Regions from separate parts of the Mus musculus genome. Here all the other regions are linked to region 5. A link is a contact called in public HiChIP or PLAC-seq, capture Hi-C and promoter capture Hi-C data. All regions are on one chromosome and are shown on one strand. The core of a region is the stretch at or near the end of the contact, and the rest is flanking DNA. Distances in the headings are between cores, read along the strand shown.

Region 1 (3,743 bases), core at 542-3,041, 570 kb after region 5:
CCGCGGCTCGCGCACTGCCTTGCTCCCTCCTCGCCCGGCCTCGTGCCCCGCCCCCCCTACCGCCAGGCCCGCCCCCGCCCCGCCCCGCCTCGCCTACCGCCAGGCCCGCCCCCGCCCCGCCCCGCCTACCGCCAGGCCCGCCCCTGCCCGCCTCCAGGCCGGCGCACGCGTCCTGAACCCAAAGCCGGAAAAGTTAGTCGCCAAGGATCTCCTGGTCTCCAAGCCCATGGAACCACCTCCCTCGGCCGAGATGCGTCCCGGAGCGTTTGTGCGACCATCAGAGCGCAACTGTATCGCCTGAGTAGAATCTTGGAACCCCGCAAAGGGCAGGAAGTGAGATCCTTAAGGACCGGGTGACCCAGGTGGAGACTTGTGTGCTCTTTTGGCAAACCCGCTCAACACGGAATTATGAAATCCTAGCTGTCCCAGAGAGAAGGTCCCGGCTCTAGCGCTTCACCTTCACGTTGCTCCAGTCCTGCTCTCGCTAATAATAAGAACTGAGCCCCGAGCTGTTTTGGGAGGGTCTTAGGCCCAGAAGCCTTAAGAAGCCAGAGCTTTCTTGATTCCCGCTCTCCTTTGCCCAAGGAAACACTGGTCCGAGGAGCTACAGTGCTCAGCTCGGCCTCCCTTGCAAGGGAGCGCTGCAAAGGAAATCCAGCTAAGGATTGACGCCCAATCAAAAGTTTGAAACAGGCCTGCGAGATGGCTCAGTGGGAAACGGTGCTGGCCGCCAGCCTGACGACCAGAGTTTAATCTGTGGACCTAAGTGATTGAAGGAGGGACCTGATTCCCACAGATTGTCCTCTGACCTAGACACACACACATACACACACCCCTAAACAAATCTTTTTAGGTTTGAAATACATCAAAAAATAGTTATTTCAGGCCTCTCCCATGTGCCCGGACTTATTTCACCCACCCCTGCAGAAATGACCAGATGTTGATCTGACCTAAAGAACCACACTTCTCTCTACCAAAGCCCCACCGCGGGGCTAAGCATCCCTTAATCCTCTCCCTCAACATATTCGGCCAGACTCGAGCCTCTTTCCTTTCCTACAGTCCTTCTTGATAAGTAGTGGAGACGCCTAACTCTTGGAAAGCGTCCTTGGGGGTGGGCTGGGAAGGCCACAAGTGTCTACCGGCTAGTGCCCGGATGCCCTCCAGAGAAACGACAGCCACCTCCCTCAAACTCGTGGTCAGGGTCAGATGCTTCAGTCTGCCTCTGGCCAGGTGCAGAGTCCCAGCCCTACTGAGTTATCGCCCAGTTGCTGGTCCTGGCTGGGCGGCAGGGCCAGGCGAAGGAGAGAGAGATAACACGTCTCTAGCTGCAAAGGCAGCAGCGAGTGGGGAAAGTGAAGCCAGCGAGGGATCAGCGCTTTGCTCCCTTCTTGCTTTTTTGCTACTCCTCAATAGCGGATCCTGAGGGTGCAGTGACCCAGGGTCTCCCCTGGAGCCAGACTTCATTGAGGGCAAGGGTAGAAGCAGGCACCTCCCGTTCACCCAGGCCTCCAGCCTCACCCCCTCCCCAATCCTTTCCTAGCACTCCTTGTTCCGCTCTCTCTGGTTGGCCCTCAGGTCCTCGCTCCCGCTTTGTGGCCCGGCTCTCTTTCACCCTCTGCTCCAGCTTGTCGCAATCGCTGTACAAAGGGCTGGGGGCGGGAGTGGGGGGGCGGGCGAGGGGAGCTCGACCCGAACTGGCTGTCTCCTCCTGACCACGACCAATCCGGAGCGCGCGCGCCCTCCTGCTTGGGAGGACTCTTGACAGCCACGGGCGGCCGGGCGGAGCCGCGCGGACAGAACGAGGAGCCCGACGAGAGGACAGCTCCGCTCCCCGCAGCCCAGTGCCTCCCTCCGGGGACTGTCCTGCCAGGCCATGCCTCCGTGGGCGGCCGCTCTAGCGCTGCTACTGGCGGCGCTCGCCTTGCTCCTCCTGCGACCCTGGAAGCGCGCTGTCGGAGCGCGAACCTCAGTCCGGGACCACGAGGAGCAGGAGGTGGCGAGCGGAGGCCCCGCGGATCAGTTCAGCGACCGGCGCGAAGCGCTCCCCGGAGGCTGCAGCCTCATTTGCAAGCCGTCGGCGCTGGCCCAGTGCCTGCTGCGCGCTCTGCGACGCTCGGCGGCGCTGGAACCCAGCCCCCGCTCCTGGCTGTCGGGACCCCACCTGCAAACCTTCTGCCACTTCATCCTGCCAGTCGGGCCCGGGCCTGAGCTAGCCCGTGAGTACCTGCAGCTGGCAGATGATGGGCTGGTGGCTCTGGATTGGGTCATAGGACCTTGTGCCAGGGGCCGCCGGGTCACCAACCCTGGGAGCCTCCCTCCAGTGCTGTTGGTAATCCCCAATGCATGGGGACGCCTCACTCGCAATGTACTGGGGCTCTGCCTGCTCGCCCTGGAGCGCGGCTACTACCCGGTCATCTTCCATCGCCGCGGCCACCACGGTTGCCCGCTAGTCAGCCCCAGACTACAGCCTTTCGGGGACCCGTCCGACCTCAAGGAGGCGGTGACTTACATTCGCTTCCGACACCCGGCGGCCCCCCTGTTCGCGGTGAGCGAGGGTTCAGGGTCCGCGCTGCTGCTGTCCTACTTGGGGGAGTGTGGCTCCTCCAGCTATGTGACTGGCGCCGCCTGCATCTCGCCAGTGCTACGCTGTCGCGAGTGGTTCGAGGCTGGCTTGCCTTGGCCCTATGAACGTGGGTTCTTGCTGCACCAGAAAATCTCTCTCAGCAGGTGGGTAACGGGAACAGAAGTCTACAGCTCTGCCTGGTATGGGAACAGAGCTTTGTGGGTAGGTTGGGGCAAAGTTCTCACGAGGTTTCCAAAGCTGTTCAAACCCTATAATTGACATAGAGCCAGGAAAGTGGGTTTCAAAGCCATATTAGCCCCAGGGCCTCCGTTAGGGCCCCATCAGTTCATCTCAGTCGCAGGTGTCCTAGCAACCGGTGGTCAGCAGAGGCCTGCACCTGGCATTTACCACTTAGTCCATAGCTAGATAGGTCAACAAACAGGGCTCTGGAAGCAATTGCGGCCGATTATCTGTCCAGAATATTTACCTTCAGGCTCTGAGCCAGGAGGTGGCAGGAATGAGAGATGTACAGTCTTTGGTTTTTTTAAATCCTTCAATCTGACAGATGTTTTACATATTTCTAGGTGAGTACACAACACTTATTCCTGTGTTTGTTCTTTCTGAGTCAAGGTCTCATACAACTCTGGCTGCACAGCTGAGGGTGTGTGTCCCTGAACTCCAGACCCTCAGCCTTTGCCTCCTAAGTGCCAAAATTACAGGCATCAGACACCGCACACATAAAAAACAAAAACAAAAACAAAACCCAGATCTCCAGAGGGAGAACAGTTTTAACACCAGGCAAGACTGTCCCACAGAAACTACTTGAATGACATTTCCAGTCTTTCCTAAGAGATGGCAGAAATGAGGTCAGAGGCATTCTGGCAACAAATAGGAAAACCCAGGATATGGGATCAGGCCTGGCTGGGGTCAAATCCTGAATTTGCAGGGAATCAGCCAGCCCCTTTAAGGCTTGCTCCCCCTTCAGCTGAGTAGAGTTAATAACAACACCTCTGCAGGTGCTGTGACCATTACATGAAAGCACAGGACCCTGACTTGCCAACCAGAACTCTTTCTTTCTTTTTTTTTTTTTTTCCTTTGCTATTTTACCTCCTCCTATTTTGCAAAGGTCAAATCCTGAGGCTGAACGAGAGGTGCTGCCATGGCAACTCAGAGGTTTGCT
Region 2 (3,466 bases), core at 639-3,138, 520 kb after region 5:
CTTCCCCTTGAACCCAGTGCTGGGAGTTAGTTTACTTTTCTCTGCCTGGCTTAAGCTGTGGCTCATAGAACCTTCTAATAGGGATGAAATGCCCATACCGGTGCCAAAGTTTTAAGTTCTCAAACAATCGCCATCGATGTTAATAACAGCGGTAGCCTCATCAATTGCCCTGGGTCAACGTAGACCCTCATCAAGCTACTGAGACGATTCCCCCAGAGTATCTTCTGAGGCCTCTTCGCGGCGGGTCGTGGCTGTTGGGGACAACCCCGCCCGCTGGGAACGACTAAATTAGCTGCGCGATTGCGGCAGGAATGCGGCGCGCAGGCACCTGATCTCGCGCGGTGGCTCCCATTCTCCGTGTCTCTCTTTGGACCAAGCGCCTCCCGAACCTGTATGCGAGGGACGGTGGCAGACACGAGGCACGAACACCCCGCCAGCGCACGCACACTTACTTTTCCCTTTTTACAGCGGAGTTGAGACGCCCGCCGGACTTTCGCGCGCTGGACAGGGCGTAGCCGCTCTGGCCTGGCCCTGCCCCCGTCCGGCCCCGCCCCCTCAGGTTGATGGCAGCAGCAGCTGGGACTGCAGCGGAGCCCGCAGCCGAGAGCCGCAGGCAGCGGCCGGAACACCCTGGCCCGGACGCACGGACGCCGCCTCCTCGGCCCTTCGCATACCCCGGCCCGCTCCGCAGAGGAGTCGCAGCGTGAGCACCCCCGCCCGGCTTAGGACCAGGTACCCCCCTCCCTGCCTCCGCCACCGCAGCCAACGGCGCGGGCGGGGTCTCTGGAGGGGGCAGAGGTCTGCGCCCCCCCCCCCCCCCGCCGCTAAATTCAGTTCGTCAGGGCGGACTTGGTGTCTATATTTGGCCGGACAGCGGCTGGCGAGGAGACACCTAGTCTCACAGGAACGCACTGCCGGGGCAGGAGGCTGGAGGAGGGGGCGAGTAGGCCGGCCTTCAGGCCTGGGGCTACAGAAGTGGTTTGAAGGGCACAAGGATGCCCGGGCAGGGGAGGGGCAGGAAGCAGTTGGCCTTTGGGAGAACCTGCTGTGTCCCCTTGGGAAAAGTAGCAAGCATTGCTAAGCTCCTAGCTCCAGAAGCCGAAGTCGTAGAACCAGAAAGAGGACCTCACCTCCTCCCTGGTTGCACATCTGGTCCTTGCAGGTGGGGTCGAGGGCCCCCACCCTCAAGAGAACGGACTAGCCAGCCCAGGCATCGCACCCAAGAGGCTGGACCAAAGTATGATATTTGTGTCAGATGACCATAGCCAGGACTCCCCCACCCCACCCCATCCGGAGAAATCAGTGCATGGGGAAATAGACAGAAGGAAGATCGCCCTACTCCCACATACCCCACACCACCGGAGGAATCTTTTAAAAAGAGTAGGAAGCAGGGCTAACAAAAGGACCTCTTCTCTTGGCCAAGCTGTAGAAAAAGACACACCGGCTTGAACTCAGCGATGTGAATATGGGATCTTGAGGGCTGCAGTCCTACCTAGCCTTGAGCTACGGTCCACTGACTAAAAGAGAAGGTGTTGGGTGGGGAGCCTTTCAGAGAGACAAACACTTGCAAAGAGGTCTCATACATGACTAGCAGCATGAGGGGACCCCCTGATATTCCTCCTCAAAACATTAGGTCTTGGAGGAAGTTTCAGCCCTGTGTCAGCCTCTGCTATCCCGGCTAGCCTGTGTGTCTAAGAAGCGGTGAGATTCCCCATCCTTGTCCCTCATATTAAACAACATGAGACAGATGTCAAAAACCAGCCTCCAACTTTGGTCACTTTGAAGATCCTGGCCAGATAATCCTACTCACTCACTCCTCCCTTCCACAGCTCGCAGGATTAAGGACCAACGTGCCTCTAGACTCTGATACTCCCTATCTTTGCCCCAGCCATGAGCCGGCGTGTTGTTCGGCAGAGCAAGTTCCGCCACGTGTTTGGTCAGGCAGCAAAGGCTGACCAGGCCTATGAGGACATCCGGGTATCCAAGGTCACATGGGACAGCGCCTTCTGTGCCGTCAACCCCAAATTTCTAGCCATTATTGTGGAGGCTGGAGGTGGAGGTGCCTTCATTGTCCTGCCTCTGGCCAAGGTGAGGGGTGAGGGGAAGAAAGCAATTGGGAGGGCACTGGCTAGGGTCTCTGGGATATATCCCACACTAGCCTTTTCTCACTGAAGTCCAGGCCTCCAGAAGGGCAGTCTGTGTGGACTGGGTACTCTGTCTTTGCCAAACCCACAAAGAATGGTGGAGAACAGCAACATCAGCGTGACCTGTGCGCCCGATCTCTAGGCCACAGAGCACTGTGTTCCTAGCAGAAACCAAGATGGGTGTTAGTGATGGAGATGGTTGGGATACAGCAGACCAAGGTCCAGTCAGACTCTAACCTTATCTTTACCTAGTGTCAGAGAAAGGCAGAGTCAGAGAGATGGAGAGAGACACACAGACACACACAGAAACAGAGAGAGACAGAGATACAGAGAGAGAGAGAGAGAGAGAGAGAGAGAGAGAGAGAGAGAGAGAGAGAGAGAGAGGTGTTCAGACTCTGATCCTGGGAGTGGGATGAAACTAAAAAGAGAAGTTACAATAGTCAGAGCCTTCCCTCCCCTGCACATGAGGGAAAGGGCCAGGCACTGACTGCCACCTTTGCAGACACGTAGCCATCTGTACCCCAGGAGAGATACCCCAAAGCATAACCTTGACCTAGATACTGAGCCCTATACCTTGCTAAAGAAGACCTCACAAGTGGTGGGGTCAGGACAGGCCTGACAATAGCCTATGACTCACGCTGGACAATGCAGACACCATCCAGAGACAGCATCCCAAGGGCTCACATTTCAGCCCGAGCCACCTCCTCCCCCAGTGTGACTGCCATGTCAATGGCATTTAGTCACCCTCTCTCCCAGACTATGTGCTTTGGGCCAATGCCAACCCCTGCAGAGTCTTCAGAGCTCCCACAACTTACTCATGAAGACAAAAAGAAAGACGAGTGCCAGCCCCTGGTAAGGGACACTCAGCACCAAGACTGCGTGCTGCCTATGACTCCAAGGTGAAACCAAGGGAGAGGTCTGCCCCAGGGGCTAAGCCACTGCCGTCAGAGTCACTCACTCAGACCTCTCTCTCCAGGGGCTTGCCAAAGGTCCTCCAACTTGGGGGACAGGTTCAAGCACATCCTCCTCACAGGGCATGTGGGTTCACGCCCATGAGCCCAGCACTGGGAAGACCGAGGCAAGATCAGCCTAGGCTAATCAACATAATGAGACCTTAACTTGAGTCTGGGTTCCGTGTCCTGCTGTGGGTACTTTGTTAGGTCAGCCTGTCTCTCTGAATCAGACTTCCTAATACAAAGGCATTCACACTGTGCATCTCCAGCAAAGTTCAAAGAGTAGACTGAGGGTGGGGGTGGGGTTAAATTCTGAAAAAGGTCTGCAAAGAGAAAACTAATAACACAGATTTGAGAGGTAAACAAATC
Region 3 (3,655 bases), core at 1,107-3,606, 920 kb before region 5:
ACTGACGGGAGGGCCCTGTGGCAAGAAAGCCCCACAACTCAGACTTAACTCTTCAGAACCCTCAATTATGCAGAGCCCCTCCCCCCACGCAGTTGTCCCAGCAATAGTTAGAGAAAGGCTAAATCCTAATGCCAAGAGACAAAGCTTCCAGGAGTTTTGTTTTTAAGGTAAAGATCCACCTCTGCTTCCCCATCTCCTTTGCCTCTGGGGTTGATATAGCGGCCGCCATCCATGCCAGAGGGTCCCCACAACTGTTAACAGTGGAGGCCAGAGATGCCTTCGCTCTGGGTCAGGCCTCCACTAACCAGAAAGCTTAGTGTGTGGAATACAGCTTTGACAAATTCAGGCAAATTCAGGTGACCCTCTCTGGTCCCCCTCTGTGCTCCAGTGCAGAGATAAACACAGTGTGGAAGGACCTAGCAGCCCTTTGTACTCTCTGGTTCTCCGAGAGCTGTCATTTTCTTTGCTTAATTTAAGAGCAAGAACTCCATTTGTGCCAGGATGTAGAAGAGGCAGTCCCACCCCTAGGACAGAGAAGGAGGCAAGTGTTTCTAAGAGGTTGGCTCAGGGATCTTTACTGTGTTACCAGCAGAAGATGCAAAAGCCAAAAGCATGTTGGGGAGCTGGGGTACCATTCCAGGGCTAGGATGGAGTTTACTGAGACCAGTGGGGGAGGGGATATATAGTTCAAGCTAAAGGAAGTGGACAGAGGGTGTGCATGAGGTGAGGCCACAGAGCTCTCCTACAATTCCAAGACATCTTTCTTCTAGGTGTCCATACTGGTTTCTCCTGTCCTGCCTCCTTTGTATCCCCATCCCTGCTCCCCAGACAGACATTCCCTGGGTATCCAGGGGTGGGAGAGAGTCAGTGCGCTATTGGGTCAGCAGCAGTGATAAGATAGACCCACACAGAGACACTGAGCCTGGACACCAAGCCACAGGTTCTGGAAGAAGCCTGAGAAAGCTCCCCCAGGAGGCCACATAGTGAGGAAGGGCCACCAGGACTTGAATGGGAAAGGTGAGAGGGTCAAGGTTCATGTCAGGTGCAGGAATCCATGTCAGAGGCACCAGTGAGTGTCTGATCGGTGGTCAGAGCAGGAAAGATGAGAGAGACTGAAAGACCAAGCTGAAGCAAGTTTCACCTTGGAGTGGAAATAAAAGGTGCTGGTTTTTGCTGGGACAGGGTCAGTAGGTCAAGAAGGCCCCACACCAGCAAAGCTCCATTTTGGTCCTTAAGCATAACACTTGCCGCTGACCTCCCCATGGGAGGCACAGTCACAGCTCTCCTTCAGTCTTACTTTGAGCTTCTACTGTAGACAGGATGTGGCCTTTCTTGAGCTGTGCTCTGAATATCATCACCTGAACAGATCCCAAGACAAAACAGACTTGGGAGTTTTTCTTGCAAAGAGTTTAAAGGAAAAGAAGGAAAAGGATTAATACTTTCAAAGCCCTGGCCACCTGGAGGACGCTGATCTCATTAAGTGCAGAACACTGGCTGGGAAAAAAAGACCTACCAGACCCTGAAGACTCTTGTGTGTGACTAACCCCAAAGGCTGTGGTCCGCCTTGCGCCAGGAGCCCAGAGCACACCCCTCTCCCAGGTCCCGGCAGAGGGAGGCCGCTTTGGGAGCAAAGCCGCGGGGCGTGGGCCCCCCGGGTGGGGAGGGCCCGGGATCCCTGTCCGTGTCCCGGGAGCCCCACCCAGCCCGCCCCAGCAGGAATGTGGTCGAGCCGCAGCCTGGCAGCCTCGGGGGCCGCCACCTCGAAGGGAGGAGACCGCGGCTTGCCTCTCCCGGGGCTCCCGCGCCTCCCAGGCGATGACAATTTTCCAGCCACTGGCTCCAGCTGGCCAGGCTCTCTCGCTACGCTCCCGCCCCGGCTCCCGGCGATGGCCACGCCGTCTCGACGGGCGGGTGGCCGCACCGACTGCGAAAGCTGGAGACTCCCCGGGGAGGGCTGCGGGTGGGCCGGGACTGGGAGAAGTCCGCGCGGGAGGCAACTCACCGGGACTATAGGGGTCACCGCCGCATCGGGCTCCAGCGTCCCTGCGACCGGAGCGCGCTCCCCACCGCCGCCCGCCGTCGCTGCGAGCCCCCAGTGGCTGGGGCTAGGGCTTGGGGGCAGCCCCGAGTCCGGGCTGTCCAGGACGCCGTCGCCTTTTTTCTTCGTGTCCACGAGTTCAGGGACATCCTGCAGGCTCAGCCGGCCCACCATAGCTGCACGTGTGGCGGGACCGGGCACAGCCGCCGCGGTGTTGGAGTGCAAGAGAGGGCCGCACACGCGGGCCGGGGCCGCTGCCCTCCGGGCTGCCCTCCTTGCCCCGCCGCCGGCGCGTTGTCCGGGTGTCGCCAGCGGCCGCGCTCGTTCGAGGCCCCGCCCTCCGCCCCGCCCCGAGGGCTGGCCCAGCCGCGGTGACCGCCGAGAGGCCAAGCGCCAGGGGCCGCTGCGCTCCCGCCGCGCGCCGCCCAGCTCGTCCGAGCGCCGATCTTCCCGCGACGGGCCTCCCCTCCCACCTCCCCGGCATGCCGCGACTGGCAAAGCTGCGAGGCTTCGTCCGGCCCCGCACCCTGTCCCTATGGTCCACGGCGATCCTTGCTCCATGCACTGTCCCCCGGCCCCCGAGAGGTGCTAATATCTCTAGATCTGGCAGCCCAGAGCCAAGGAGTCCCAGTCTGCAGAGGCCGGGGGCGGGGGGGGGGGGGGGGGCGTGGGGAGAGAGGACGAGCAAACAACTGGAAATTATTAATACTTAATGCGCTTCGTATGGCTCCAGCGGCCTGTTGGCTCAGCAGGGCCTGCTCTGGCTCTCACGTCTGCCCCGGAGGAGAGAGGGCCTACTCCTCCGGACTCCCGGGGGCGTCGATCACTCCCTGGTCCCGGGCACAGCTGAACAGGCTGTGGCCAGTCCAGGCAGGGAAGTTCTGAGGGTGTCACAGGCTTGGATCTCCCAAAGAGACCAGCAAACAGAGCAGCTCTCTTAGGGAGTCAAGATTCCCCTTATGGAGGCCACAGTCTATTCACTCACAGGAACTTTCTCCCTCTGTCCTATCAGAGGGAATCTCTTCTACAAACAAAACAAAACCTAAACTCAACAGCAAACAGACTGTGGTCCTTCCTGATAGGTTTGACAGAGAAGCTCTTCTTCAGTGGGAAGTAATTGAGTTGGGGTGTGCCTAAAATCATTGTCTTTTCTTCTTTCCTTTCCTTTCCTTTCCTTTCCTTCCCCTTCCCCTTCCCCTTCCCCTTCCCCTTCCCCTTCCCCTTCCCCTTCCCCTTCCCCTTCCCCTTCCCCTTCCTTCCTTTCTTTCTTTCTTTCTTTCTTTCTTTCTTTCTTTCTTTCTTTCCTCTCATGGAGATGTCCCGGGGTCAACACCAAGTGCCACGTGCTCCACCAGAAGTCTTCCCTGGATCACCTTCGTGGTCCAATCCACATCTTTGCAAGAACAAAGAACATCTGTCCTGCTTGGGGCAGATTTGTTAAAATATATATATATATATATATATATATATATATATATATATATATATATGTTCAGAGTGACTAGATCTACCAGCAAAGTTCAGTCCTCCTTTCTCTCTACCCATCATTTTTGATACGGAGAGAGAAGGGCTTGCCTTTAATCATGTGATGGATAGAAGGCAGCTTGCTAGGAACAG
Region 4 (3,449 bases), core at 64-2,563, 990 kb after region 5:
CCCCAGAGCCCACAAAAGGATCTACAGAGCATCAAAGGAGCAAAGCTGGAAGACTGTAAGGACCGAAAGACTCTCCTAGGAATGAAACTTAGGGCAGAAGTCACTTGCTTCCAGGATGAGATGGGGGAAGTGCTGTGGACAAATTGTTGGGGTTTGACCCACGTTCACATGGAAAGAACTCAACATTAAGCTGCCCTTTGAGGGCCTCCTTCTTCCTCTACAGATATTAACATCAGCCACGTGGTTGTGTCCTGTTGAGTCCACTGAAATTCAGTAACAAGCCTAACCATGTCCCTTGGGTCTGAATAATAGCCTCTAGTTCTGCACAGCTATGGCTAGCCTGTTATTGGCCCATGGCTTACTGGGGTTCCTCAGGTCACAAAGTCATGGGATCTTATTTTTCTGTGCTATTGACTATTCCAACTACTCTGGGGTTACTGCCCCTTCTTCAAGTTTTCCTCCATCTGAAACAATCAGCTACACCTGGTGGGTTGAAGGTGTAGCTCAGTGGTAGAGCCCCTCCCTATCTATCAAGTATGGAATCATGTGCCAGGTCCTGGTAAAAAAAAAAATGAAAATTTAAAACTAAAACAGTCATAAAGACCCCTGATATTCATGCTTATCCCATTTTCTTCGTCAGTTCCAAGACCGAAGCTGGTATTGGCATAAAAGATCTGTGTTCCTGTGGCTATTCTTGTTCTACAGAGGAAATAGAGGAAGCAAGGTCTGGAACCCCATGGCTACATGGGGACCCAGGGTGCTGCCTTCAGCACCCCACAGCTTGACCCAGGTTGCCCCCTACCAAGTGGAGAATGTCTCCCCAGGACACAAGTGCCACTGGCTTTTAACTATAATATCAGGATAATTAAGCTTTTCTGTGAGCACAGTTTGCTGCTGATGCAGCTGCCTGGAGCCCTGGCATTTATTGAGCGCAAAGTAATAATTTATTGTCCTTTGTACGTTCAAAAGCCGTCTTCATTATCGGCCCAGGATGGAGCTGCCACAAGGGCAGGCGGGCCTCACCAGCTGCCTCACTGATGTGCATCTTTCCAGATCACCCTTGTAGCTGTCAGGTACCAAGGTGGGGTGGAGAGAGAGGTGAGGAGGGGGTGTTCTCTTTAATGGAGAATCCGATTAGAACCTGACACCTTGGTAAGCTACAAACCCGGGAGAGGGTGGCAAGCTTGGCTGGGCGTGGGCAGCTCGGGAAGGCGGGGGCTGTGTGCCACATTAGCAGGGCAGTCCTTTCCCCAGGGCTCGAAAGCCTGTTCTCTTGCCGCTGGGTCTTCTGCGCCTTTGCTTGAGACTTTACGGTAAGCCGCTCCTCCTGCGCCCCCGCCCCCAGCCCCGCGCGGCGATCCCGGGCGCCGACGCCAGGCGCTGGCCGTGGTGCTGATTCTGTCAGGCGCTGGCGGCGGCGGCGGCGGCCCCGCTGCTCTCCCCGGGACCGGCTCTGCCCCCCGCGCCCACGCCTCTCCCAGTCCCCAGTTCCCCTACCGCGGCCCCGACCCGGGGCGCGGCCGCAAGCAGCACCATGCGCCCAGCAGCCCTGCTGCTCCTGCCCTCGCTGCTGGCGCTCCTGGCTCACGGTAAGGGACCCGGGCGTCCGGCCACAGGACGGGGGCGGGCGCGGACTCCCAGGGGTAGGAAAGCAAGACCATCCCGGCGCCTTGCTCCGTGCGTCCTGTTGTTCCTCCCAAGCACCACGTCCCGCCGGCTGCGCTGTCCCCGGCGCCGACCCAGCCGGGCGGGGCGCGGGCTCTACGGGCGGGAAGCCGCCGCGGCTCCCGCCATTCGCGCCCGGCCGAGACCTCGCCTTTAATCATCTCCCCGGATCTAATGGGATTTCTCTGCTGCAATTCATCACGCCACCCCCTCCCCGCACACACGCGCTCTCCCGCGCGCTCCCTCGCTCCACTCCAGGCGTCTAGGGGCGCCCGGGCGCGTTGCGGGGGGGGCGGCAGGTCGCGGGTGCAGAGTCCGGACAGCCCAGCTACCAGCCCGCCGTTCTGCCTACCCCGCTGGTCTCCAAACTTCGCTCGACTTTGCCGCTTATTCTGGGTCCCTCGTATCCTCACTGCAGAGGAACTGGGTCGGGTGGTGGCCGGACCCGGGACTGGGACATCTCTCACCTACCTCTGCCTTGACGCTGTCAAGTCAGGATTGGAACCTAGAACACAATTCTGGGGAAACATATCCGGGGACCCTGAGAGCCCACTGCCCAGCCCCTCGCTCTTCTCTGGGTTGCAGCAACTGAGGTCCTGGGACTGGCTGCCCTCCCTGAAATTCTTTTCTTGCACACAGACACACACATGCACACACGCACATGCACGGAGCGCTGCTTCTCTTCGGCTCTGCCTTCCTGCCGGGTTCTATCGACCTCGGAGCCGCAGACTAGTTAGCGGAACTCACCGTTTGTCCCAGCCCCGGACGCCGAGTCAAGTCCTAACTTCATTGATCTCGGTCAAGAAACGCTTGGCCTCGGAGTTAGCACCAAGGGAGTTTGGAGGAAAGATGAATGGGAAGCAGGAAGGGTCTGAAGCAAGTGGTCTCGGGAGTCTTCAAATGCTTAGGTCATTCTCCGCTTTTACTAATCGCCTGCTGGGGTCCGCGAAACTGCACTTTTGACTTGGGACTCAAAGTCCCTCGCCATATGGTTATGGTTCCTAGCGTCTGCTGTCAAGGAGGGAGGGAGGGAGATTTGTAACCTTCGGGCTCCATCCTCGAAGGCCGGAGAGTTTGGAGGTCAGAACAGCCAGACCAGGGCTGCTCGGGGCTGGGCTAGTACCAAGCCGCTCTTTTCCCGTCCCGGGGGATGGAGAGGGAGAACATCTTTGAATCTCTAGCTCTACCCACAAGTAGACCACATCTTTGCCCAGCCCACCTGGCTGCCCACACTGGCTCCTCCTAAGACTAGGAAAACTTGGAATTATATGTTCACCTTGCTGGGAGGAAAAAGAAGCCCACTCCAGGGATAAGAAGGGATGAAGAGAAACCCATCTTCTGGGCCAGAAATCTAAGGATATCTCTCTGCATTCGGGACCTGAGTGGGGTATGGCCACATCCTAGCTCCTTTCCTGGAACAGTCTGTGTCTGTTTCCTAGCAATGGAAGTTCTTATCTGAGTGTGTGATCTGGATTCCTCAGGTCTCAGGATGTCTGCAGTTCAGGAGCTCTGAGTGTTGGGTGACAATTCATCAGTTAAGCCACCAGTGTGGAGGTGTAGTCTCTGCCAGCCAGCTCCTTGCAGAGCTGGAGAGAGACCATAGGTCTCCAAGAAGAAAGCTGGTATGGCCGAGAGTCCAGCCCAGATTGGAGGTGTTGAGGTTCGCGTTGGGAGGAATTTACCCACTCTCGCCAGAAGTCTGTGTCCCCAGCCAGTGTCCTGTGGTTCATTGGCTTCTCCCGTGTAGTGGGGTTGCCTTACTATGTGTTTTATAGGTAGAAAGA
Region 5 (3,585 bases), core at 277-2,776:
TAGCATAGGTTCTGTTGCATGTCTTTCCCACGTTAATTGTTTTGAATGTGTATGTCTCTGTGTATAGGTGTGCACATGGGATGAGTGCCCATGGTAGCCAGAAGGAAGTGTTGGCTGGACCCATTGGAACTGGACTTACAGTTTTCTGACTTGAGTGTTGGGACCCGAACTTGGGTCCCCTGGAAGATCATCAGCAAGTGCTTTTATCTGCTGGGCTATCTCCCAGTCCCACATCATGAGTCTCTTGATGACAAGATTAAAGTTTTTAATTTTTTTTATATCAGCAGAAACTTGCTGAGGACCTGTTACACCACAAATGTTGAATACAATTTTATTCTTTGGGCTGAGTCCAATTGGGCAGGAAGTTTGAACATCATTTTTATTGTTTATTTATTTGTTTGTTTATTTATTTATTTATTTGGTGAAAGGGCCCATGATTTCTTTCAGCATGAGTTGTAGCTTGTTTCTTTTTTCTTCAGAAAATGGAAAAAATAAAAAAAAAAGCCCCACAGGATAGGGTAGTTGATGGGCTCCCTTGGAGATGGTTGCTATGTCGAATTGCAGGTCTTTAGCTAAGTCTCTCAGGGACACAGAGACTGAATTCTCAAGTGACAGATGGCTGTCTGCATGTGGCACTTTCCAGACATCAGAATTCCTCTGAACCATGGGTGATTTTCAATTTAAGACTTAGGTTTTAGGCTCCATGGAAAATCTGAATAGTAAGGCTACAGTGTGCATTTGTACTTATTTTATTATGCAGTGGACTCTCCCGCCCCGTCTTGAAAAACTGATTAATTATCTCGAAGACTCTGTGTGTGTGTGTGTGTGTGTGTGTGTGTGTGTGTGATTTACAGGTTTTGTAGATATTAGCAAAAAAAAAAAAAAAAAAAAAAGCATAAAATTGACGTAATCATTCTCCTTAGCCCAAGCTGGGCTCAATAGGAACCACTCATGAGCCTTGCGAAGCCCAGAATGTGTAGATGAAATGAGCAGATGTGTATTTGTAGAACCGTGGTAGTAGCTTATGGGTGGGTGGGAAAGAGATTGGTTCCAAAATCCTTTCAAATACAAGAACTTTGTTCTCACTAGACTCTAAGCAACAAGTTGCAATTGAAAAAGATGAACAGATTGGTCAGCTAAGTGCCTACAGGAAAAGCCTTTGGGTGGATTTCTTGAGATCTGCCGTCCCATGGCTAATTTTGGGTCCCTTACTTCCTTTTCACTTCACAAAACCTCCTCTGGCTTCTCAAAGGAGTTCTAAGCGTCAGTTTCCCCAATGCTAGACAGTGAGGGATCTGGGTTCATCAGCACGGAACCCTCAGCCTCCTTCCTCTAGGAGCTTGGGATCCCGGGAGGGCGCCCTTGAAGCCAGGAAGAGGGATCACAGATGGCGGAGGGCGCAGCCGAGGCGAAGAGTGAGCAATGCTGGCAGTGGGGGCTGCAATCGTGGGTGGCTTCGCCCTGCCGCTCCCGGGCCGAGGTGCGGGCCCCAGAGTCTGAAAGGCCGCCCCTGTCGGCCCTCCCCCGGGCGGGGCTAGCCCCGATGGCGCTGACTCAGCAACGCGAGGGGGGAGTTTTGTCCCTCCGCGGACCCCGTTTCTCTCGGCCACCATTGAGCGGGTTTCCTTCTTCCGGCGCTTAGGGTGCGAGAACCAGGTCCGGCCAGCTAGGCAGCGGACTGTAGTGTAACCCCAGAGCTCACCTGAAAACCCTGAAAACTAACGTTTCCTCCACGAAGCAGTTTGGGCGCCATGAACAACGCAGGTGAGGCACCGCTGGTACCACGAGTGTTTTCCCGGGTCCTCTCCCGGGCTCGGCGGACCCGTGAGGCCCGGCGGCGTGAAAGGCCGTGGGATGGGATGGGGGTGGGTGGGGAGGGGGGGACGGACCTAGGCGAGGGCCGGGATGTAGCCCTCCGGGAGGGTGGGAGAGCACCAGGAGAGAGACGACATCACGCGGGGAGGATGCCGGGAGAGGGCTTTCTGGTACAGCACTCTGCAGGATGCTCTTGCGAAGTTAAATCTAGGATCTACGGTGACCCTATCCTAAAGCTGTCCCCGTCAGCCTCTTTGGGAGGGGATATAATTATAATGGCGTTTGATCTTCCCACAGGACTAAATTCGGAGAAGGTATCTGCTTTGATCCAGAAACTAAATTCTGACCCTCAGTTCGTACTTGCCCAGAATGTCGGGACCACCCACGATCTGCTGGACATATGTCTGAGGAGGGCCACGGTCCAGGGTGCTCAGCATGTGTTTCAACACGTTGTGCCTCAGGAAGGCAAGCCAGTCACCAACCAGAAGAGCTCTGGTGAGGTCTACGACTTCTTGCCTACTTTATTGACAGCAGCACATTTTGTTGTCCTAAAAATGGCCCTGGGATAACAGAGCTTTGTAGCATTGACAGAACTTGTAGTAAGCCAGAGAATAGGCACTAGAAAAGGGCAGGCCCAAGAACATCACCTGTGTGGTGGCTTCAGTGTTCTGTGGCCTATTAGCATTTAGTTTGTTTCCTAACGTGACAGATGGTGGTCTTTGAATGCATATCATCATGTTTTGATATTATGTGATGTTGGATGTGTGCGGTTTGTTCTCGTGCAGTTTTAATCTTAACAGTTCATCTAGAAGTAGCAGAAGAGAGAAACAGCTTATCAAGTTGCAGACAGATAAACCTAAAGCAAAAGATGAGCTATGTACTAACAGATTTGGCCTGTGCCAAATAATTAATAATTAATGGAAAAATATCCATACCATAGGAGATGTCCCAGAATTGCCCTAAAGTCCAAATGTATAAAATAGAAAAAAACATAAAGTGATTACAACAGATTGTAACCGGCTATTTTTAAATATGCTCTGTGGTTGCAGCTGGAGTTGCTATTCTCATAGTTCCTGTCAGTAGTTACTTTGTAGTATTTTGAGTTCTCATTCCTTGCTGGCTGAGAATTGTTGTTTTGCTGTCTGCTGTCCAGTTACAACTGTTGAAAATACATCTACACTGAGAGATTGGTTATCTAGGAATCCAAACAGGAGAAATAGTCTCAAAAAAATTGAACCAAAGGGACCTTGCATTTTTTTTCCCCTTATTTGGAAACTACTCCAAGTCTATGTGTATTGACAGAAAATATGTTATTGCTACTTAAGGCAATTCAAAGCTCAAAGGATACATTTAACATGGGTATTATTTTGCTGTGAGTCAATTATACCATAGAAAATTTGATTTTTAAATTTTAAAGGAAAAAAATTATGACCTTGCAATAATCTTATTATGTAGCAGAAAGTTCTTACTTAGCACTCACAGGCCTTCATTCAGAAGGACTTGGGATGTGTGGTCTGTCAGATGATCTAGTTAATATGTCACAATAATCTTAACATGGCCTGATCGCAGTCTCTTAGGGTAAGCTTGGAAATGTTAATCTGGAATCGGGCAGGTGGTCTTATGTGATAGATCATGTTACTCCAAATACTAGTAGAACATGAGCATAGTACATGGGTGATGTAATATACTTCTGTGAAATATTCATCTAAATAGCTCACCAAGAAGTAGCAGAAATAGGAATGGTGTGCAGGAGAGAGGCAGTGTACAGAT
Region 6 (3,650 bases), core at 1,090-3,589, 850 kb after region 5:
GGCCGTCAGTACCCCATGGCCGAAGTCCTGGCCAGCCAGGGACAAGGTGACTTCATTGACTTTATTTGCCCTTGAAATGAACCTTGAAGGTTTTGCTTAGGCCCCTTTCTGGGAGTCCTGCAGCCAGTGCTCTGGTGGGAAACCCTCAGGCCGCTACATTCCAGACATCTTACCCAGTGCTGGCCCGAGGACTGTGGAAACAAGGGCGGATTGTGCTGGGCTGAGGGGCTTTCTCCCAAGCCGGGGCGCCTTGGGGTGGAGGCTGGCTTTCCTTCAGTCTCCTTCCAGCCCTGTGGCATCTGGCTTCTGCTCATTGGCTGGATGCTAATTGTGACTGCTCTCTCTCCCCCATTTCTTTTTGAGGCCCAGGGAACAAGACTCCACACATGGGACAAGGGTGTAAGCAGACTGTGGGCAGGGGCGGGGGAGGACAGCAGCAAGTCAGGGACACCCTCTGAAGGACGCTTGGCCAAGAGTGACCTTAAGCAGCCTGGAGGGGGACCTCCTGGGCCAGAACTGACCAACAGAACACACTGCAAAATAGAAATGTCCTGTGGTCACGTGGCCTCTGAACACTTGGAACCTGGCTTGTGCAACAGAGAAGCAGAACTTTACATTTTACTTGATTTTAATTTAATACAAAATATCCCTGGTATTTTTAATGTAACTTAAATTTAAATTGCTTTCGTGGCCAGTGGCTACTGTGTGGAACACTACAGCTCCAGATGGCTCCTAGAAGTGTGGGGTGGGGGCGGGGAAGCAGTTCTTACTTCTTATCTCCTTCTGCAGAGAGCTCCCCCCACCCGCCTCCCCAGGCTGAGCCTGGTGGCATTTCTCCTTCCTGTCAGGAAGGAAGGTTTGTTCTCTGGCAATTTCCCCACTTCACCAACTCTGGAATCCTGATGCCCTAGAGACAAGAGGTCCCTGGCAATGTGCCACCACACTATGGCAGTATTTCCCCGCCTTGCCAAATGCGACTCTTGCCCAGCTTGGTAACACACAGGTGCTCACAAGCCCAGTGGGTTTGGCGGGCTCTGCACGTGGGGGTGGGGGCGGAGACCAGGTAGGCAAAGCAGAAACCTCTTCCTGCTTCTGTGGGGACTGGGCTGGCTTTGTTGTTACTTCAAAGGGTTCTAGAAACAGGCCCAGGAAGGTCCTCAAGAAGTGAGCACACAGATCTTCAAATACAGGATCTGTGTGCCCCCCTACCCCCCGCCTCTGTTTAGGGGAACCTGAGAGTGCCTGAAGGAGCCTCTCTGCCTTTAAGAATGAGGATGCCAGCTTTCACACCCTGGAAGACCTTCCTTGGGCTTTATTAAATCAGTGTGGCCAGCCCTTAAGCTGGTTTTCCTTTATTCTTCTGTGGAAATAGAGAAAAGCGGTCGTTTATATGAAAAGAACACAGTGCTTCATTGTGCTTGTTCTCGAATGTCAGCCAGACAGGATGGGATGTGAATATAGTGAATGCGGTGTAATTAGTAGACTCAGACCCAAGTCTCCCTGAGATTTGAGGCAGAGCCTGGTGAAACCGTCAAGACAGGTCCTGGGCTTTGGGCCTTGTGGAAAATTGGAAAGGCAGAGGCAGTTTGGAAATCCCCAGAGCCAGAGGAAATCCCCAGGGACTGAGAATCCCCAAAGAGAAACGGTACCCCCGGAGCCACCAATCAGGTAGTCTTTCTATGTATCCAGGATCTGACGGTTTAGTTTTTGGGGGTAGACACCTGTTCTTGTAGAGCAGAAAAAAATGGTGCGCTCGTACACAGGGTTCTGAGCAAACCTTTGGATGTGTAAAACTGCAGTCTGGTGGAATGGAGGGCCGGAGTGGCCGATCCTTGAGTCTTTGGGACAGAGATCTGTGACTGCCCTCCCTATGCCCACTGACTCCACTTACTGCTTGTCTGAGGCCGCTCGCCACTATAAAACTCAAGACGTGGCTTAAATCTTTGAACTATAAACTCAGGTATTCATTCATTCACTTTTCCATCAGTAAACACTTAGTAAACATCTACGTGTTGGTGCTATTTCAGGTACAAAGGATAAGTTAGTAATGAAAAAAAATATAGGCGCCCAGCGCATTTTTGCACCTCCATTGCCATCTCTCTCCTGGGTAAAGTGAGAGGCCATCTTGCTGCTGCAGCCCCCCTGAAGCCTCAGCTCCCCAGGACGCTTTCTGGGGGCGGGTCCACCAGAGGTGAAATCTGCAGCCTTGGCTGTGCCAGCAGGTCCATGAGAAGGGGAAGGCTGCCCTCTGCCGGAAAATCTGGGGACACTGCAGGGCGGAGTGGCTCTTGAGTTCCTAGCGCATGCGCTGAACCTGGCTCCACCCATGCGCTGGCGGCTAGGCGGAACAGGAAGTGCAGTGATAGTCAGGTCTGAGGCCGATTTGGCCACTACGGCTGCCCGTGTGTGGACTTTTCGGACAGTACAGGTTTCCACTTACCAGCCCTCACCCTCTTGAGGTCATCTCTCGGCTTCTTTAAGGAGTTTGGCTGCTTCCCTTTCAGTATCTCTTGATCACTTAGTGTCATTAAAATATGGAGACACCCCTGCTAAAGCGTTTTCTGTAAATGCTGTGTTTAAAGCTGCTGTTGAGGAACCTCAGCCGTCCTCTGATGGGGTGCACCTGTCACGATTGGTGGCTGGCGCTCCCCTACCCAGGAAGCAGAAGTTCTGTGGTCTCTCCCAAGTCCTTAGGGCTGAGTGCTTGAAACAGGGCTCCCTAAACTTCCCTAAACAACAAGTTCCATTTGTTTTATTAGGTACTGTAAATTAGTAATACAAACATGTCGTTGGTACTCATTTATGAAAAGAGTGTCAGTAGATTCTTTTTGTAACTATTTTTATTTTATGTGCATTGGTATTTTACTTGCATGTATGTCTGTGTGAGGGCACCAGATCCCATGGAACTGGAGTTAAAGATGGTTGTGAACTACCATGTGGATGCTGAGAATTGAACCTGGGTCCTCTGGAGGAGCAGTCAGCGTTCCTAACTGCTGAGCCGTGTTGCAACCCTATAGACTCTTTCACATTTACTTACTGTTATTTGTATGTGTGTGTTAAGCATGAACATGCTACAGCACACATGAATGAGAGTTTGTGGATTCGCTTCTCTCCGTCTTGTGGATTCTGGGATCAAACTCAGATTGTCCAACGTGGTGGCAAGTACCTTTACCCACTGAGCCATCTCAGCCTGATGGACTGAGCACACACACACACACACACACAAATGCTATTTATTTGTTTAAAGACAGGGACTCACTGTGTATCTCTGCCTGGTCTGGAACTCACTCTGTAGACCAGACCGGCCTGGAACCTGCCTCTGCCTCCTGAGTGCAGGAACTAAAGTCGTGGGCCAACATGCCCAACTAAACGTGTGTGTGTGTGTGTGTGTGTGTGTGTGTGTGTGTGTGTGTGTGTGGTGTATGCACATATATATGTATATACATATATATTTATTTACAAGATCTTCAGGAGGAACGAGGGACAGCTGGAGCAGGGGAACATGCTCTCCTTAAAGTTTTAAGGAGAACCTCAGTTTTAGTGTTTCCACCCTATGTATTTTCTGATAAACCTACTATGTGTAATAACAGCACTTGTGGGCTGGTGAGATGGCTCAGTGGGTAAGAGCACCCGACTGCTCTTCCGAAGGT
Region 7 (3,538 bases), core at 939-3,438, 950 kb after region 5:
CTGAGTTCGAGGCCAGCCTGGTCTACAGAGTGAGTTCCAGGACAGCCGGGGCTACACAGAGAAACCATCTCAAAAAACAAAAAACAAAAAACAAAAAAATTATATAGATTTTGACGCAGGCCCTATAAGATGGCTCTGGAAGGCTTTGCGCAGGCCTGCTCTAGATACCTGTCCATGGTCATCCTCTAAGTTTTCAGAAAACAACCTGTAAGAGCCTTGGTCACAGGATCTAACCAGGCCTGGAACTCAAAGGTACAGAGGCCAGCAGCATCTGTGACAGTGAGCAGAAGGCCTCCACATGACTGGCACCTCCCTCCTGGGCTTGTGTCCCTCCAGTTGCATTTCAAGTTCACACCTTACAGCATCACACATTCAAAGCACCTGGAGGGATGGGTCCCCTGTGTTCCTGGTCTTCCTCCCTCGCCCACCTGTGTAACTGGGTTCCGGCTTCACGCTCCAGCTGGGCCCATGTCTGATAACATTCCTTCATCATCATCGTGTAGAAGTCCTCTGGATAAGCCTTTCTGATTATGCGGCTCTGTCCATGTGAGCTTCCTCGGGAATGGGGAAGAAAGAACTTGACAAGAAAGACAAGAAAGACAATGGAAGTCACTGCCCTTTGGCTCAGCCTTCCCTTTGTTCTTTAGGAGCCATCTTAGGCTTCAAATGGTTCCTTTCTAATCCTGGGGCCTAGACCTCTGGCCTTGCACAAAGGAGGCAAGTAGGTGCCCTGCAGATGAGCTATCTATTGCCCTAGACCTCTTTTTATTTCTTATTTGAGTCACTGTCATGTTATGTAGCCCAGGCAGGCCTTAAGCTTGCAATCCCCCTACATTGGTCTCCTGAGCAACTGGGATTTTCAGGTGCTCATCGCCAGGCCTAGATATTTTCAAATATTTCCATACTTCCAGGTCTCCTTGAGGCCCACTGATTGGCCAGGCATTCTGGTTAGCAATAGTACCTCAGCACTGACTAAATTTTTCCTTTTGTAAATAGCCCTGGCAGCCACCCATCCATTTGTTAATAACCTTCTATTATCCCACTGAATTCACACCCTGCTTAGATGCCTAGAAAAGCAGAGTCAGAAAACCTTCCAGATTATGCAAATCGAGCCCCATGGTTTTCCGGATCAGGAAAAGGATGTCATCTCACTGAGCCTTCAGGTACCCAGGATAAGGGAGCAATCTTAGGATTAGGGGGGTGCGGGGTGAAGCAAAATGGAGGTTTTCCTGCAGGTTGTAACAGAAATCCCTTGGGCTTTGGGAAAACAGAGGAACTGAAGACAATTCCCAGGATGTGGTAACCTGCTCAGAGAGCTGCAAGGCAGAATGGAAAGGAAGAAGCCACAGGGGTAGAAAACTCAACTTGACAGATTGCATAGGCCCCACCCCTGAGGGGCCCTGCAGGGTCCCAGTGCCACCCTCATTTGAAGCAGTCATGTGATCACTTTTCCTTTAAGGAAAGACGACCTGTGTCTTAGTTCCCGGGCATCAAGTGAGGAGGTCGCTGTTACCCAAAGGTGGAAGAATTCAACAGCAGCTCCTGCTAGGTTCTGGAAGGAGCAGCTGAGAAAACGCAGCTTTCTCCAAAGCTGGTACATCAGCCTTTGCCTCTAGGCAAAACTGTCTTTATTTAAGGTTACCCAGAGCAGAATTGATTCTTTTTCTGGTTGTATCAACCATGTGGGCAAAGACAAGACAGGGTTGCAAGAATGAAAAGAAGTGGGACACTTCTTGATCCGGGGCAAGAACTAAGAGACTTAAAAGAGTATACCAAGAAACCTCACGTGGACTTAAGGGTGGGAATTTTCTTTGCATTGTCAAGATCCACGTGAAGTGGCTACGAAGCTACGAAGTGCACAGAATTCCTGATGTCTGACCGTTTGGCTTCACTTATAGCCCAAAAATTCTGGAAAGCCCTCCCTAGGAGAGGAAAGAAGAGGGGACAGTCTTATATAGCAGAAGGGCAGAAGGCACAGTGTACCTGCTCCAGCAGGAGGACGCTCTTGGAGTGTTTGGCCAGGTGGTACGCGGTAAAGCAGCCCTGGATGCCTGCTCCAATCACAATAGCATCCCAGAAATCTGTCTGAGCAGCCATGATGCCACAAAGCCCACTGAAGAGAAGGCAAACAAAGGCACCTCCAGGCTACAGGGGGAGGAGGGAGGCAAAGTCCAGCTAAACTAGAGTTCCCACAATCCCTTGGGGCTCATGTCCTTGTCTTTCTTTCCCTCCCCAAAAAGCCTGGCACAGGGCTCAGCCTCCGCCTCCCCCTGCAGAGCAGAGCTGGGTGGACTGATTTGTGAGGTTTCGCCCAGCTCAGCTGCTAGCCTCACCCTTGCATCCCTCCAGTTTGCTATTCTTGGCTCAATTATTGTCATGCAAATGGCGCCTTCCCATGCCACCTTCCTGTCTCATTATGATCTTTGTCTCAGGACTTTGCCCGGAATTTCAATGCCTCCCAGACCAAGCTGGGCCCCGGGAATGCTGCCTCCCCCTGCTGGCTTCCCTCTCTGCAGCTTGATTTCCTCCAGAGAGCTACCCGGCCAGCCAAGAACTTGGCAGGATGCCCAGGGTATGGCCCTCCTCCCTGGTGGGTGGCGAGGTCAGGGGGTAGATGCAGGGGCCAACTGGGAGGGCAGTTTTGTGATTATGAAATCATTCTCAGTGTGTTTTACTTTCATGTTGAAAAAAGGACAATAAATGATCCTGAAGAGGAAAAAAAAAAATCCAGGAAAGGACAGTGCGAGGAAGAACCTTGTCCTCAGGCACACGGGGAACCAGGCACCAGCCAGCACACACAGGGGCCATGTGCAGAGAAGCCTTCTGTGCCAGGCAGCAGGCTCAATGGGGATTGTTACAGGCACTGGGGACAGAGCCAGGGTTGGCAGGTCCTGATTCTTATACACTTTGGGGGTCCATTTTAAGATAAAAGGGGAAAGGGGCCTGGAGGCTTAGCTCAGCGGTAGACTTTTGTGTTTGGCATGTTCGGGGTCCTGGGTTTAGCACCCAGCACTAAAAATAAAAGAGAAAAAAAAAAAAAAAAGAAAAAATTAGTCATGCAAAACTAGATGGCAGGACTTCGAAGAGACCGCTCAATTAGAGAGCCCCATGGTTGAAGTTTTATTAGCTTCCTGGTAAATCTGCCTCGGAATACATTATCTCATTAAATTCTCAGGATTTTTTTTTTTTTTTGTATGTGTGTGTGTGTATTTTTATCCTCATTTTTTTTGAGCAGATTAGAGATAGCCTCAAGTTCTCTGTCGGTTTTCCCATTACATGCTTGCCCAATAGAATACAGTGACTGCTACCCTCTTTCTGACCCAAGCCTTTGGACATCTTCTTGTGTTGAAGCACTCGTTCTTAGACCCTGAACCAACATGTTAGAAGTCCAGCCACTCTGTGAGAGAGAGAGATGAGAAAAGTCACACATAGGAAGAGAAGCCATTTTGGACCTTGTGTCCAGACAAACTAACCACCCATGACCTGACCCAGTCCATGGCACGTGACCCAACAGCCAAGCTGTGTCAGCATTCCCCAG

What was found. Promoter capture Hi-C pulls out the DNA fragments that hold promoters and counts their contacts. HiChIP or PLAC-seq counts read pairs in DNA pulled down with a chosen protein or histone mark. Capture Hi-C pulls out chosen DNA fragments and counts their contacts.
Region 1: a contact with region 5 is called in a promoter capture Hi-C map of hippocampal neurons, with 5 times the contacts expected there. The contact joins the promoter of Abhd15 here to the promoter of Blmh in region 5. A contact is called at or near these places in 4 of 39 promoter capture datasets (the C10 cell line, hippocampal neurons, liver and 1 more) and 4 of 115 datasets of contacts at active chromatin or transcription factors (forebrain, large pre-B cells, memory CD8 T cells and 1 more).
Region 2: a contact with region 5 is called in a capture Hi-C map of embryonic stem cells, with 3 times the contacts expected there. The contact joins the promoter of Coro6 here to the promoter of Blmh in region 5. A contact is called at or near these places in 5 of 115 datasets of contacts at active chromatin or transcription factors (the 230-238 cell line, bone marrow-derived macrophages, embryonic forebrain and 2 more) and 3 of 9 other capture datasets (embryonic stem cells, liver and macrophages).
Region 3: a promoter capture Hi-C map of liver shows a contact between it and region 5, with 2.2 times the contacts expected there. The contact joins the promoter of Rflnb here to the promoter of Blmh in region 5.
Region 4: a contact with region 5 is called in a promoter capture Hi-C map of pre-B cells, with 4 times the contacts expected there. The contact joins the promoter of Sez6 here to the promoter of Blmh in region 5. A contact is called at or near these places in 1 of 39 promoter capture datasets (pre-B cells) and 1 of 115 datasets of contacts at active chromatin or transcription factors (bone marrow-derived macrophages).
Region 6: a contact with region 5 is called in an H3K4me3 HiChIP or PLAC-seq map of pro-B cells, with 3 times the contacts expected there. The contact joins the enhancer-like site here to the promoter of Blmh in region 5. A contact is called at or near these places in 1 of 39 promoter capture datasets (pre-B cells) and 5 of 115 datasets of contacts at active chromatin or transcription factors (T-cell acute lymphoblastic leukemia, embryonic stem cells, epiblast stem cells and 2 more).
Region 7: a contact with region 5 is called in a promoter capture Hi-C map of liver, with 5 times the contacts expected there. The contact joins the promoter of Pipox here to the promoter of Blmh in region 5. A contact is called at or near these places in 2 of 39 promoter capture datasets (liver and pre-B cells) and 1 of 9 other capture datasets (liver).

Annotation. Positions count from the first base shown.
Region 1 is chr11:77,513,326-77,517,068 of GRCm38.p6, forward strand. Abhd15 (abhydrolase domain containing 15) reads left to right here and starts at 1,792. Exons shown (of 2, transcript NM_026185.4): 1 at 1,792-2,727. The coding sequence starts at 1,874. It also overlaps a transcript of Trp53i13 not described here.
Region 2 is chr11:77,462,023-77,465,488 of GRCm38.p6, forward strand. Coro6 (coronin 6) reads left to right here and starts at 1,889. Exons shown (of 10, transcript NM_139128.2): 1 at 1,889-2,088. The coding sequence starts at 1,891.
Region 3 is chr11:76,025,426-76,029,080 of GRCm38.p6, forward strand. Rflnb (refilin B) reads right to left here and starts at 2,357. Exons shown (of 3, transcript NM_029658.1): 1 at 2,003-2,357. The coding sequence starts at 2,212.
Region 4 is chr11:77,929,526-77,932,974 of GRCm38.p6, forward strand. Sez6 (seizure related gene 6) reads left to right here and starts at 1,314. Exons shown (of 17, transcript NM_021286.4): 1 at 1,314-1,589. The coding sequence starts at 1,535.
Region 5 is chr11:76,944,130-76,947,714 of GRCm38.p6, forward strand. It overlaps Blmh (bleomycin hydrolase), which reads left to right and starts at 1,527. Exons shown (of 12, transcript NM_178645.4): 1 at 1,527-1,764; 2 at 2,113-2,310. The coding sequence starts at 1,752.
Region 6 is chr11:77,791,107-77,794,756 of GRCm38.p6, forward strand. The region is part of intron 1 of Myo18a (myosin XVIIIA); the gene reads left to right. Among named protein-coding and RNA genes, the nearest start is that of Gm10277, 4.3 kb to the left of the region's middle. Within about 2 kb of position 2,340, at least 277 of the 459 cell types and tissues checked have an H3K27ac peak or open chromatin away from gene starts, as enhancers often do. A contact at or near this core is called in T-cell acute lymphoblastic leukemia, epiblast stem cells, pre-B cells and 1 more, where this site is marked.
Region 7 is chr11:77,891,684-77,895,221 of GRCm38.p6, forward strand. It overlaps Pipox (pipecolic acid oxidase), which reads right to left and starts at 2,189. Exons shown (of 8, transcript NM_008952.2): 1 at 1,984-2,189; 2 at 429-577. The coding sequence starts at 2,097.